Linked DNA regions of Gossypium hirsutum: region 1 is linked to region 2. The links are chromatin contacts, called in public Hi-C maps. All regions are on one chromosome and are shown on one strand. The core of a region is the stretch at or near the end of the contact, and the rest is flanking DNA. Distances in the headings are between cores, read along the strand shown.

Evidence for each region. Hi-C and Micro-C count contacts between places; a contact is called where the count stands out from the background.
Region 1: a contact with region 2 is called in a Hi-C map of leaf, with 1.9 times the contacts expected there. The contact joins the promoter of LOC107948465 here to the promoter of LOC107948251 in region 2. A contact is called at or near these places in 2 of 34 Hi-C or Micro-C datasets (leaf and seedling).

Annotation. Positions count from the first base shown.
Region 1 is chrA04:49,492,990-49,496,286 of Gossypium_hirsutum_v2.1, reverse strand. It overlaps LOC107948465 (cytochrome P450 94C1), which reads left to right and starts at 1,426. Exons shown (of 1, transcript XM_016883023.2): 1 at 1,426-3,297. The coding sequence starts at 1,747. The coding sequence ends at 3,249.
Region 2 is chrA04:48,963,922-48,967,457 of Gossypium_hirsutum_v2.1, reverse strand. It overlaps LOC107948251 (serine/threonine-protein kinase D6PKL1), which reads left to right and starts at 1,462. Exons shown (of 3, transcript XM_016882736.2): 1 at 1,462-1,651; 2 at 2,436-3,536. The coding sequence starts at 2,612.

The sequences.
Region 1 (3,297 bases), core at 177-2,676, 530 kb before region 2:
ATAACAATTATTACATATATGATTTAAACTATTATTTTGTTTTTTTTAACCTTAAACTACTATTTTGCTACTACTACTTACAAATGCCTTCGTAATTGTATTTATAAACTTTTCTTTTAATATTTATTATAAAATTTTCAATCATTTCTTAATCTATACATGCAATTAACCCCTGAATTGCAAAAATATATAAACTAGTAGTCATATATCTCAAGGAAAATAATTATTTATTATTTAATGAGTGGGTTGACTCCTAACTATCAAAAACTCTAAAGTTACATTTGTTGTTCGAACACTTTTTTGGACTATCCGTTGGAACACCTTGTTTCATGTATTGTTCGAAAATTTATTTGGACAACAGTTTGGGCACCTGTGCTGGATAACTCATGTGTAGTTCATGGTTGACAATTTTTTACTTTAATCTTCATGATGTGTTCCACATTCAGCAAACGAACCTCAAGCCATGTTTTAATCTATCCTTTATGTTGCTAATCGAATTTGGGAGGGGTGGTGGAGGAGGAAGGATCATAAATCCCATTTCAAAGCCTTATCCTTATCTATTTGTTTCTTTTACTTGGGGACAGCTACCTGTTTTACTTGGAATTGAAGACCATTTTAAATTAAAAAATGCAAGGTTTTATCTTAAATAATACTTCAATTCAAATGGTTATTTTTTCTAATAAGAGTTACTTCGGAAGACCGTCATATTTTGCTTACAAATAGGCAACACATTTGCTTGTGTCGATGCATATTTAGTTAAGTGATTTTTGCTCTATTTACTTGTGTAATTGCTGGTAGTTTGTGTTTTATCTTGCACTTTTTTTATAGGACTTATTGGAGAATTGAAATCTATTGTAGGTAAGATTATTTGGGTTAGTGATTGTAACAAGTCAAGAATATCTATTGAAATTACAATTGATTTTTGTGTAATAATAGATTGAGTTTTAGTCAGGAAGTTTCCAATCAATTATTGAGAAAAGAACTCACTAAATAAAACTCCGCAAAGTAGGATTGTTTCTTAGAGTGTGTTAAAAAAATTTGGACATCTATCTCTCTCCTTACCTTATTCTCTTATTGCTTCCTTGCCTCATTCTCTTATAGCTTCCTTTAATTGCCTTGTACTAAGCTTGGTGTGAACATCAATTAAGATATTGAATTATCAGAGTGCAAATTAACTTATTTCAGAATTCGCATTTCTTTTTTAAAAAATAGTAGGCATGATTTATTTAAAGGAATTAATGCCTAAATGGGTTAAACCATTTTGTACGTTTCTTTTGGCCGCGTAATCGTATTCTCTCAATTTTCAATTACTTCTATAAATTTATAAGTATAGATAAACTACAGTAGCAAGTTTCAGAAAAGGAAAACTATAGTAACAAAGATACCATTACTAAATATTCTCTGGAATCTGGTATTTCTTTATAAATTATTTCTGATTTTTTATTAATCAATAGTTTAATATTACAATAAGAATAAAAGCACGTGGGTTGATTGTTTACAAATTACACTACTGCCAGTCACAGATGCCACTGCCTACTGACATCGTTCTTTAGGCCACAAGGGGTTTTTCATTATTTTTTCCCTTTCAATTTCATATGTTTAAGAATATATATATTGTTATTTCTTGTCTTCGTACATTGAGAAGACAATCTGTTTAACATAAAATTTTCAGAATCTCAATACCGCTCCCCCCTTGTCTCCTTGTCCCTTCTCCCCTAATTTCTTCTTTTGTATTCATCATCTCCCATGGATCTTCAACCTTTCTTTCAACTTCTCCATGCTTCTTTTTGCTTCTTTCTCGTCACTTTCACCCTCTTGATTTCACTTTTTTGTCTCCTGTTTTGTGTTGTTAGACCAAAGCTGTGGTGCAACTGTGAGATATGCGCTGCTTATCTCACTATGAGTTGGTCCAAACAATTCGACAATCTCTGTGATTGGTACACTCACTTGCTCAAATATTCGCCAGGCAAAACCATCCACATCCATGTCCTTGGCAACACCATAACAGCCAATCCCGCCAACGTCGAATACATACTCAAAACCAGATTCGACAATTTCCCAAAAGGGAAACCTTTCTCCATGATCTTGGGTGACTTCCTCGGCCGTGGCATATTCAACGTAGACGGTGACTCCTGGAGGTTTCAAAAGAAGATGGCAAGCTTGGAGCTGGGCAAGCTCTCGATACGATGCTACGCATTCGATGTTATCAACTTGGAGATCAAAGACAGGCTTATACCGCTGTTATCATCCATTGCAACCGGGAAAGAACGCCGTGTCTTGGATTTACAAGACGTGTTTCGAAGGTTTTCGTTCGACAGTATATGCCGCTTCTCCTTCGGGGTCGACCCTAGATGCCTACAGTTTTCCCTGCCCATGTCTGAATTCGCTACGGCCTTTGATTTAGCCTCAAAGTTGTCAGCCGAGAGAGCCATGACTGCTTCCCCGCTGGTATGGAAGATGAAAAGGATGTTGAATTTAGGCAGCGAAAAGGAATTAAAAAAGGCTATCAAGATTGTGGATATTTTAGCCAAAGAAGTCATAAGGCAAAGGCGGAAGATGGGGTTTTCAACCAGCAACGATCTTCTCTCCCGTTTCATATCTACCACAAACGACGAAACATACTTGAGAGACATTGTTATAAGCTTTTTATTGGCAGGCCGTGACACGGTTGCATCAGGTTTAACTAGCTTGTTTTGGCTACTCGCAAAGCATCCAAACGTGGTTTCAGCGATTAGACAAGAGGCAAATCAAGTGATTGGAGAAAACCAGGAGCTTACAAGCTTGGAACAAATGGAAGACCTCCACTATCTACAAGCAACAGTGTATGAGAGCATGAGACTGTACCCTCCAATTCAATTCGATTCCAAGTTCTGCCAAGCCGACGACGTATTACCGGATGGGTCGTTGTTAAAGAGAGGAACCAGGGTTACGTACCATCCTTACGCCATGGGACGGATGGAAGAAATATGGGGTGAAGACTGCTTGGAATTCAAGCCCGAAAGGTGGGTGAAAGAGGGCGGGGTGTTCGCACCCGAGAACCCATTTAAGTACCCAGTTTTCCAGGGCGGATTCAGGGTTTGTTTGGGGAAAGAGATGGCTCTAGTGGAGCTCAAAACCGTGGCGCTCTCACTCCTCCGAACCTTCCAAATCGAATTAGCGACAGCACAACATCGGACACCACGATTCTCACCTGGCCTCACCGCAACTTTTAGTGGTGGACTCCCCGTCATGGTACGAGAAAGACAGTAACAGAAAAAAATGATCCCAAAAAAGAAAGAAAGTAGTAATAGTAGCAGT
Region 2 (3,536 bases), core at 213-2,712:
TTATCTTTGGAGGAATGTCCCTAAAATTTAAATATGACGATATTAAATTTAAACAAATATATATTATTAATATCATATTTAAAATAAATTTATTTATTTTTTGAAAAGATGTGTAAACACAATCGTATCGATTTTATACATAACGTTAAAAAAATAATATTCAATCTTAAACACTCAATATTTCAATATTACCAATAGATTAAGTTGTGCTATTCAATCCTTTTATTTTGCCAAAATTATGAATTTAATATTGCCACTTTTTATTTTTTATATATTTTTAAAATTTAAAATTTTAATTTTCATCAAACGATAATTGTTAAAATTATTAAGTTATATTATTTTTAAAATTTGATACAATAAATATATTGTCACATGTGCAATATTATGATAACTGATAGACCTGATCATAGGTAGGGCCACTCGGGCCGGCCCAAAGGCCCGCCCGAAATGTGGGAGGTTTGGGCAAAAATTTAGGCCCGAAAAATGAGTTTGAATAAAAAAATAAGGTTCGTTTAAAAAATGAGCCAAGCCTCGGGTAAGACATTTTTGGCCTTAGCCCGACCCAGCTCGGCTCTGCTCGAATTTACTAAAGGACAAAAAAAATTTGCTCTTTTTTTTAATGTTATTTTCTTATTGTTTTCTTCCTATTTTGCTACCATTTTATTATTATATTGTTACTGTTTTGTTGTTATTGTTTGATATTGTATAAAAATTATTTTATTGTTAATTTTATTATTATTTTAAAGATATTTGCTAATTTTGTTATTATTTTAGAGGCATTTACTTGTTAAGTTGTATTTATCTTAGTGTCAATTAAGTTTACATATTTTTTAAAATTTATTTTCAATTTGTTAGGAAATATTTATTTTGATGTTTTTAGTATTTTTGATATATTATATGTATTTAAAAATTATATAAAAAATTAATACGAGTAGGTCGAGCCTGGGTTTTAGCATTTTTATCTAGGTCGGACTTGGATAAAATTTTAGGCCCATTTTTAGGCCCGAGCCTAATAAATGGACCTAAGTTTTTAGTTGAGCCCGGCCCGGCCTGGCCTGGCTTATGAGCATATTTAGTAACTGATTAATGATTATCATTTGCAACAATACTAAAATTTCAAGAAAATATAGACTAAATATGCAAGTATAAGCATGGTATAATAATATTAATTAATTTAACTAAATATTTTAAAGTGCTCTTATTTATATCAAAATTAAAATTTTAAAATTTTAAAAAATATAATTAAAAATAATCAAATTAAAATAAAAAACTAAATGCATAACTTTACAAAATATTTCCCTTGTTAAATGACTTTTTGAAGTATGATCGCCTAGGCAGTGAGTACATCTACCGTTCCCTATTGCCGACTACGTGAGACCCACTTTAATACATGGTGGGCCCACTTCCATCCTTCAAAATAATCAGAGCCCCAACGTAAAATAATAAAACTAATGTTTTCTATTTCTCTATTTTGGTGCTCTTACTCTTTCTCTCTCTTCTGCTTCTTCCTCCTCAAAGCCTCTCTTTAGGTTCTTGCATTTTTGGTGTAGGGTTTCCAATTCCTAAACAACTGTTTGTATACTTTCTCATGTCAACATTTTAGTTCCAGAACCTGTTCCTCATTGTTTTCACTTCTCTCTCCTTTCCTAAGGTACTGTCTTTTTCTATGGATTCAAGTTTTGGCTTTTTGTCTGTTGCTGGGGAGGGGGGGGGTTGAATCTTTGTTTTTTTTTCTTGGGGTTGGATTTAATACATGCAATGACATTTAAGGATGTTGGACTATCCTGTTTCTGGGTTTTGTCTTGATTTTCTGCTTTTTTTTTCTTTTTTCCTTTGGAGGGGGTTGGGCTATGGTTGGCAGTTAAAAGAGTGTTTGTGTTTCATATGGTAGCTGGATCCGTAGTGGTCTTCTTTTTTGTTAAAGCTAGAAATGGAACAAAGCTTACTTTGCAGCTTGGATTTGTCTTCATTTTCTACTTCTGATCTATTACATCTGAAAGAAAGAAAAATAATGAAAAAATATGTGAAAAAGTAGAGTTTAAAATTTATGTTTGGCTATCATTTTCTTTGCTAATTTTTTAAAGTTTAAATCTAACAAGTGTTGCGTATGAATTGGCTATGATACATTAAAAGCGTGGAAAGCGCCATTGTAGCAGTAGTGATTTTCATTAGTTAGCTGATTTGATTAGGTTCACAGTTCAGTCTTTTTATGCTAAAGCATCATGATATCTCTGGGGTACTTGTGAATTGTGATTGGTGCTAGCATATCGAAGATTTTCCATTTTTGAAAATCTTTTGGCAGTCATTTTGATGTGATTTATTTGTGGTTTGATATCTATAACCCTTATATATATTGATATATCATAATAGTTTTTGACATGACCTTTCTTTGATACTTCTGGTTTTAACTGTTTCCATTTGGTGATTGTGTTTAGGTTCTCGGAATATAGGAGCTTTAAAATCGATTTGCTTAAAGCATGCTCACAAGTTTGCACGCATTTGGATCGTTAAAGTTGGTTTATGCGGAAACATGAATTAGTATAATTTTTGAGGGTATAATAAAACTTTGAAGATACAGCTGAGAAAAGTTAGTGCCAGTGTAACAGTTAAGATGGGTTCATATTCTGGTTCTTTTGAAATTGTTGAAGCAGGTGAAGAGCTAAAACCGGTACAACGTTCTAGACGGACATACCGACCGCACATAGGATTGGGCATTGGTGAAAAGGATCAGAAGCCACCTGTGCAGAAACTGGGATGCAAGAATTCTCTAGAAAATGATATTAACCAGCTTTTTGAGGCTATCAATGTCAAAGGTCCTACAGGTTTAAGTGTTTCGTACCAAGGAGGTACTAGCTCGATTTCTTTAAAGAAAAATGCTTTGAAGAAACCAATTGCTGTGGGGATACCCCACTCCCCGAGAATTGGTGGTTCAGAGCCGTTGTCATTGAAACAGGCATTAAGGGATCTTTGTATTTCTAAAGCATCGGAAATGGCTGCTATGAAATGGTTGTCAATGTCAATTAGTTCCCCTGGCGCCTCTGAAGCTGGAAGGGTAAAGAGTTCGTTCAATCCAGTTGTAGTTGACCCTGGTGTTCCAGGAAATGAACATAAGGGGAGCATGGTTGAAATATCTTTTGTGCCTGAAGATGACAAACCGACTTCTTCTAGGATGATGGCTGCCCCACGTCAAGCTCCTAAGAATAAGTTGATGAGCCAAAGTTCTAATTCTTCACCACAGTTTCCTCGTGCAACAATGCAAATTAGCACTGGAACTTCTACATCAACTCAAACTGATAGTTCTACATCCAGAAAAGTTGGAACTCCAGCACCAAAGGCAGAGATGCGTCGGAAAGAAAAGCATACTTCTGCATCTTCTCCATCATGTTCTTATGCTGATGATAATACATTAGAACCTGAGAGTACCGTGCCTGCTTCAACCAAGGTACCAAAAAGATCACCTGTGCCAAAGTCGGGACGGAAAGGCAGGTTGCATGCTGTTCCTTCATCCAGCTTGACCGATGGCAATAAAGCAAGCA